Linked DNA regions of Rattus norvegicus: region 2 is linked to region 1. Evidence: chromatin contacts called from public Hi-C data. All regions are on one chromosome and are shown on one strand. Each heading gives the region's core, a stretch centred on a gene start, on an enhancer-like site or on the middle of the called end of the contact. The rest is flanking DNA. Distances are from core to core; before and after follow the strand shown.

The links. Hi-C and Micro-C count contacts between places; a contact is called where the count stands out from the background.
Region 2: a Hi-C map of the A7r5 cell line shows a contact between it and region 1, with 4 times the contacts expected there. The contact joins two enhancer-like sites. A contact is called at or near these places in 4 of 12 Hi-C or Micro-C datasets (the A7r5 cell line, hepatocytes, kidney and 1 more).

What each region holds. Positions count from the first base shown.
Region 1 is chr4:123,325,105-123,328,670 of GRCr8, reverse strand. The region is part of intron 3 of Plxna1 (plexin A1); the gene reads left to right. Among named protein-coding and RNA genes, the nearest start is that of Plxna1, 13 kb to the left of the region's middle. Within about 2 kb of position 1,625, at least 19 of the 93 cell types and tissues checked have an H3K27ac peak or open chromatin away from gene starts, as enhancers often do. A contact at or near this core is called in the A7r5 cell line, where this site is marked.
Region 2 is chr4:123,538,263-123,541,828 of GRCr8, reverse strand. All of the region lies in intron 4 of Chchd6 (coiled-coil-helix-coiled-coil-helix domain containing 6), which reads left to right. Among named protein-coding and RNA genes, the nearest start is that of Chchd6, 41 kb to the left of the region's middle. Within about 2 kb of position 1,763, at least 17 of the 93 cell types and tissues checked have an H3K27ac peak or open chromatin away from gene starts, as enhancers often do. A contact at or near this core is called in the A7r5 cell line, where this site is marked.

The DNA.
Region 1 (3,566 bases), core at 376-2,875:
GGTAGCACTCGTCTGCTCAGGGGCCTGTTGAGGCCCAGCCATTGAGGAGGTTTGCCCTTGTCAGCCAGCCTCTCCTGAAACCCCTTTCCTTTCCTGGACTTGCATGAGACCAAGCCTCCCTATGAGTTGGCCAGAGGTTTAAAGAGGGTGGAAGATGAGACTGGGGTTGAAGTAGGAGGGGGTGGTGGTATCCAGTTATGACCCAGGACCACCATTCTCTCTTGCCCTTTTTCTGCTGTGATCCTTTGGAACAGGTGTGGCTACGGTGCCATTGTCCTGCCAGACCATACTCACAAAGCCTTGAAGCCATACCCTTCAGCCTGTGCTGCCCCATCTGGTCTTCCAAGGGTGTATGCTCCCCAGGGTGTTAATCACAGTGTCCCCAGATGATGTTGTGAGGGATGGACACAGCTCTGCTCAGCACATCTAAAGTCTGAAGCAGGAGAGAACCCTTCAACCGGCTTACTCTGCAGTTCAAGCGCGCCAGTGGCCTTCTTCATTTACAGCTGTTTCTGCTGCTATCAGAGTCTGTGCTGCTGCAGCCCCGCCTGCCAACACAGGCCCTTGACCTTGGATGCCTCCAGCTTGCCTTTTTGCCTCTGCACCCAACCCTGCTGAAGACCCTGTGTCCTCAGAGGCACTCATAATGGTGCCCATGCAAAGGCTCACTGAAGGGCACACCATCAGCATCACCATCCCCAGAGCCCCTCCCAGGCTCTGCCTATTGCTGGGATGCCCTGGCTGACCCTTTGCGGCTGTCGTTTTGGGAATGAGCTGAGTCATGTGCATTTTCTTTGTGTCCCTTGCTCAGCTGCTGTGGGGCTCATCCTGACCACAGTGCCAAGCTGTGGCCTGCTCCGGGTCCATAAGCTATATACTCTGGGCCACATGCAGGTCAAGCATACAACCCTCTGCTTGGCATGCAGTGTTTCATGCAACATCGCTCCAAGGACCCAGCCTTTGGGGCATAGGTTCTGACAGTGTCAGGAAGAGTTGCTGAGCTCTGATCTTGGTCTTTTATTCAACCTCTGGACTGATGTTCTATTCCAAGCATTAGGTGGGAGACCCTTGGCTCTACTCAGCAAAACACATTTCTGTTTTCTCCCTCTGCTGATTTTAAGTAGGGAATGAAGGGGCCCAGGCTGTCTGCCTTCTGTGGAGTAGATGTGCCCCTGTGGAATCCATGTACATCATGGTGCTGAGCGGACATCTGTGTCTCCTGGGAGCTCTGCCTCCTTCTTGCTGTTTCTAAAGGAGACCTGCTATCAGGGGCTGAGTCAAGACACAGACCTGATCACTGCTAGCTAGATACTAGCCCCAGGCTGATGGCATATTAGCTCCTAGTGACCAAAAGGTTACCCATATGCACATGGAAGTCACTCAGTGTGTCCTGCTCCAAGTACCCACCCTGGGCAGCTCTTCCCCTGGGAGCAGTTAGATGCCATCCATAACATGGGAGGCTACAGTAGCCCAGCCCAGGCCTGTCCTAGGAAACGTCTTCCATGAATGGGGAACAGTAGAGCTATAGCACAGTGTCACCAAGTAACCTCCAATCAGGTACTGTCTCCTGTAGAGCTGCGAGCCTCTGAATTCTCAGTCTTAAGAGGTGAGTGTTAACCAGAGTGATTCACTATGTGGGAAAAATCTGTGCTAGAGCAGGCTACAGCTGGTCCTCACAGCCCTGGCTGTCGTTTGTCTAGAGCTCTAGCCCTTCTGCCCACACTTTTATGTGTGGCAGAGGTAGGGGTGAGAGATGTGACCCCTGGAACCACTGTGCCTACCCCAATTATAGCTATTGGGCACCTACAAACCATGTTTTGTCATCCGTGGGCAGCTAAGTGCCAGCTACTCTTACACTATCAAACTGCCTCGACTTTGAGAATGGTGGTGATCAGGGGGTTAGAGGAAGGGCCTTTATGGGAATGGAGGCTGCCTTATGTAGCCCCTTCTATGACAACCTCCTATAGAAGACAGGCTTGGCAGTTTTAATCTGCAGAAACTACCATGCTCACTGGATGCTGCCCCTCACCTCTCTCCTCTAGACCCTGTTCTAGAGAGTGGGACCCCCCAGTACACTCTCACAAGCAGAGAGGCCAGGGCTAAGTAGTTTGTAGGGTCAGCCCAGGCTGTTATCTTGGGCCAAGCAGAGCAAGGGACTTCCTCTCTTAGGTTGGGCAAAACTGGGCAGCCCCCTGCCTCCGGGCAGCTAGGGCGCGTGCCGGCCTTGGCATACAGCCTGGATAGCCCAGACATCCTCTTCAGCAACCCCGCCTGCCCTCTGTCTGGATAATGGCCCCATTGTTGGCTCAGGGCTGGATGGACAGCTGACCTGGCCAGGCTGTCAGCTGCCTGCCCACCCGCCCTGCAGCAGTTGGCCAGGGCCTTAGAGGTGATTGGAGCCTAGCAGGCAGCCTAGCAAGCCTGGGGCTCTGGCCTTCTCCATTGGTGGCAGCCTTCTCTCCACCCTGACAAGGCTCCCCCTGTATGGCCTTTCCTGAGGTGTCCTAGGATCAATGGGCAGGGTTACTGTCCATTGGGGAGATCAGAGTCTGACCTGGCTTCTCTCCTTGATCAGCTCAGATTTCAGGTCCATCACAACAGAGAGGATAGAGAGCTGAGTCTTGAGAAGCAAAGGCACAGGATAAAGACAGCTATGTCACCAAGCTAGGCTGAGTAGGTGTTGGCGCAGCTTGGGGCTGTGTCCAAGGAGGCTGGGTGGCTCCACCACAGCTTCTAGAAGCAATGGGATGTTCAGGACAGTTGTAGAAGATTCTGGTGTCTGGGGAAAAGAAAGAAACATGCAGGCAACAGCTGTAGATGGTAAGGATACTCAGGATGCCCCAGCCCATGCTTTCCCGTGTTCTGCCAGTTGCCCAGCTGCTTTGCAAGGGACTGCCAGAGCAGCTGTCTCCAGGTGGGTGGCCCTGGAGTGGACAGCTGTGGGCTGAGCCATTGGCACATGGGCTCTGCTGCCCTGTCAGTGCTGCCCTGCTCTTGTTGCCCTGGCCCTGTGCCTACTCTGCCTTCTGAAGTTCTTGCTTTTGCCCTCCTGGGATGCCCTCCTGGCTGGCTCCCCAATGTTTCAGGGCAGACTGTGTCCCCAGTTACAATCAGGTGCCTAGGACTTGGTTCTTCTCATAGGCTCTATGTGGTTGATGAAGCTAGCTATACTTTAGTGACTCTAGCATGACCTGGGACCAGTGTTCCCCTCATGTTTGCACATAGGGCCCCATTGGATTGGGTAAAAGTACACCTGAGGACCCCATCAAATGCATTTATGCACAGTGGCCACCATTACATAGGAATATACAATGGGGACCCCATCACACATATGCATATATACAGGGAGCCCGTTACATATACATTTACATGGGGGCTCCATCACATACATGTATACCAAAGGATTTTAGCATCTGGTGACCCCCATCAAACAGGACATCACATATGTGTGTATATGGGATCCCCACTCATGTGCTCACATAGATTCTAACAAACACATGTACATGGGGACATCATCATACATGTATGCACAAGGATCATATATTACATGTGCATACAATTTCTCC
Region 2 (3,566 bases), core at 514-3,013, 210 kb before region 1:
ATTTCTTCAGTGACAAAATTGTAATGACATAAGGTGAGATTCAGGAACCAGGCCACCTGTCCCACCCTGCTTCCCTCTGTGTTCTTGAGAAGCAGTGTTATTGCTCATAGTTCTTCTGCTGGACCAGGTAGAACTGGCGCTTTGTTTTTGGAACATCTCAAGGGCTCTTTGAGGGAATTCACAGACCAAGTTCAACAGCAGGTGGCATGCAGTAGTTCTCTGGTATTCCTGCCAGTTTGTGTCACCATCATGTACAATAGGTCTGTCCAACCCTCTGCCCTTTACCAGATACACACTCTCTAGGCTCCTATCTTTCTCTCAGGGACACCTCTTGTAGAAAATGTCCATGTGAAGTATTTTCTAAGAAGTTCATGTTCTTGAATATGTTTGGAAGGGGCAGCATAGAAGGGCATTTTGGAATTGGTGTGTTTACTCCATGAACTTCCTTTCCTGTACTGCCATGAGGCAGGTGTGGGCAGGAAAGCAGTTATCTGTTCTTAGGAAGAGTTGGGAAGGACAGACTCATAAACTGGCTTCTTTCTGCTTTTCACGCTGACTCCTGAGTAACTGTTTCCTCAACAGTTTGGGTAATTGCACAGTCAGGGAGAACCCCATTGAACCTTGGGAATGAGGTCACACTTCTGTATATAGACCCCCAACCCCTCTGGGTTCTGGCCCCTCTCTGTCATGCTTATTGAGCAGAGCCCACTAGGTGGCAGTCCTGGGCCACTTGTTGGTGGGGAGGATTGGAATGCTGCAAAAGACCCAGTGGGGTGGAGAGCAAGGGTCCTCTTCCCCAAGTGCCTTTTTAGCCTACTGATTCTAGAGACAGTGAACCTGATTAGGAAGCCAGAGAGGCCTTTTCTCCTGGCAGACTTTCCACCTCTCCTAGCCTTCCGTGGCTTTGATTATGCTATCTCTACTTTCCTTTTATTGTGGCTGCTCTAGGGTTGCTGTAGTCCTGGAGTCCAAGTGGTGCGCCTGGGGACCAGAGAGGGGATCTTCCAGCCCCTGTAATGCACTGGCTGGAGTATGGGCTCCCTCTTCTTGCTATGTTTTGCTTCTTACCCAGGGTGTTGCTGGTGGCAGCTTGGCTTGAGTCCAGAACAATAAAGGCACAGTTAGGCTTAGATGGGGGGCAGGGTGAGAAATGCTGGGGTTTAAGGAAGGATTGTCTGGGTCATTCTCTTATCAACTTTACTTACTGTTTTCCCAGGCTGTGTAGTCCCAGACTGCTCATTGCCTAATACCTCAAATTGGGGTGGGATTAAGGGTGGTTCTATGGACTTTGTCCTCAGGCAGATGGTTAGGAGACAGAGGGTTCCTTGCACCATCTTCTCTGAAGAGCTGGTGGCATCCTTCAAGTGCCTTTTCTTGGCTTCCTTGTACAAAACAAGCAGATTCTGACTTTCTGGTAGGCGAATGGACTGCCAGTTTTGGCAGCAAGGGAGATTTTTTTTTTTTTCAAGGCCCAGAGAAGACGCAGAGGGAACTCAGCTAACCTAGCAGTGACTTGAACTGTGGTGAGTACCAGTTAGGTTTAAGGATCCTAATGCTGGTTCTAAGTACAGCCACTGCTGCTCATTTCTCTGAAGAAGCCAGGGTCCAATGGAAGGAGTCCTATTCTGTGTTCTGGAGAGTCTCCAGGCGGATGGCATGGCACATCGTGCAGATCATCTGTGACATTCCTATGAGCATGCCGTAACTGGCCTGCATGCCTACCATAGCTTTGCCTTTCCCTGAAATGGTTGCTGCCAACTCCACAGCAGGGTGGAGTCTCTTGTAAATACGGAAGGCCTCTGTGGGGATGACTTCCTCAGAGCTGGTCCCAGCCGTACTCTCCTCAGGTTCTTGGCAGCCACTCCAAGGTACTGATTAACTGCTCCCACCTCTTTTGGCCTTCCTGCCTCTGTTGCATCCTAGTAGTTCCTCAGAGCCTTCATGGCTATCCTTTAGGTAGCAGTGGGTGAAGAGTCAGCTCTGGGTTTGACCCTCCTGTCCTGCAAACTCCTGTATTCCATAGTCTCAAGGGCACAGCATACATGTGTTTCCAGCCCACTGGAAGTTGGTGTTACTCACAAGGTGCCACAGTGTAGAGAAGACTGCCTTGAAAGTGGTGTGGCTATTCAAGTTCCAGGTGGAAGAAGGGAACTACATTCCTTTGTCCACATGAGTTCTTCAAGTCCACAGCAGTGCCGATGTTCCCAAAGTTTCTAAAATACAGGTAGAAAAAGGAAGGGACTTAATATGCATTATCTGTCCATAAATTATCCTAGCAGTTAGAATTCTGGTTCGTTGTGTTACAGTCTGAGTCGCCAAAGAAGTGGGAGTCAGGAGAAATCCCCCTGTAGGAAGAGGATGCCTGAAGCTGGCCACAGTCAGCTGTGCTTTCTTCAGCTCTCGGGACTGTACACTTCTGTGCTTGCCCGGACACTCCCTTGGGGCAAAGCTGGTGCTAAGGTGCTGGGACTTAGCAAACTGGGGAAGGGAGGTAAGCTTATCTAGGATAAGTTCCTGGTTTTATTCCTGATGTTTTATTCCTTATTCCTCATGTTTCCTTCCAAAGCAGACTGTTTAACAGCTCCACTGCAAAGTGAAAAGCCTGTGTGCTATCCCGAATTAGTTTACAAAGAGATTGATTTCTGCCTGTGTGATGCTGCCAGGAACCCCAGGGTCTTTCTTTAGGGATCACATAACTCCAAATACATTCCATTTGTAGCAGCTTTAGAGATGGAACCCCAGAGATGAAGTGCTAGGCACCTTTAGCTGAGCCTCAGAGCAGTGCCCATATTAAGAAGCTGGCCAGCAGAAGAGGAAATAAACGGCTAGAGCAAGGCCCCTGCCAGTCTTCCTGGGTCTGGCATTTGCTCAGAAGAGGTAGTTATTCTCTCCTGGAGAAGGGAGATTGTAAAGAGAATCTGAGAGAGCATTCCTAAGTTTGTGTAGAAAATGTTCTGAAAGAAAGTGGCCAGCTTCCCTAACTGCCATGCACTGTGATAGGTATCAGCATAGGCAGTGCTAACCAGGAAAGGGAAGGAGAGCAACTTCCAGGGATGGAGGATGAGGCTTTCCACAGTGGCCTCCCTGCTTGCTGGCAGTAGATCTGTGTCTCCAGGGGAAGGTAGAGGACAGCCACAGAGCATCAGAGTGAGTATTCATCTTGCCAGTCCCAAGAGGGTCATGACAGTAGTTGTATCTGCAGGCTCCTGTGTCCTGACTTGGTACCCTATCTAGAGGGACAGTCACTTCTGACACTCCAGTGCACAGCAGGTATCTGAAGTATCTTTCCCTTCCTCCTGAAACCCTGTGGGTGTGCACTCCCCAGGGATTCTGCAGGGTGTCTGCATTTGAGTCATTGTAGCTCTGTTTTTGGCAGCTTGATTATTTAGGCTTGACAGGTAGGCACAACTGTCTCATTAGATGCAAATATATTTGTGTGGTTTGAAAAAAATGAAACAGTCCATTAATCTATAAAAAATACCAGTAGCCCCCTTTATTATTAAACTCAGTATATCAAAATCTGTTGTCATTAAATTTAGGAAGTGGGAATGATGTCATCATTGGTG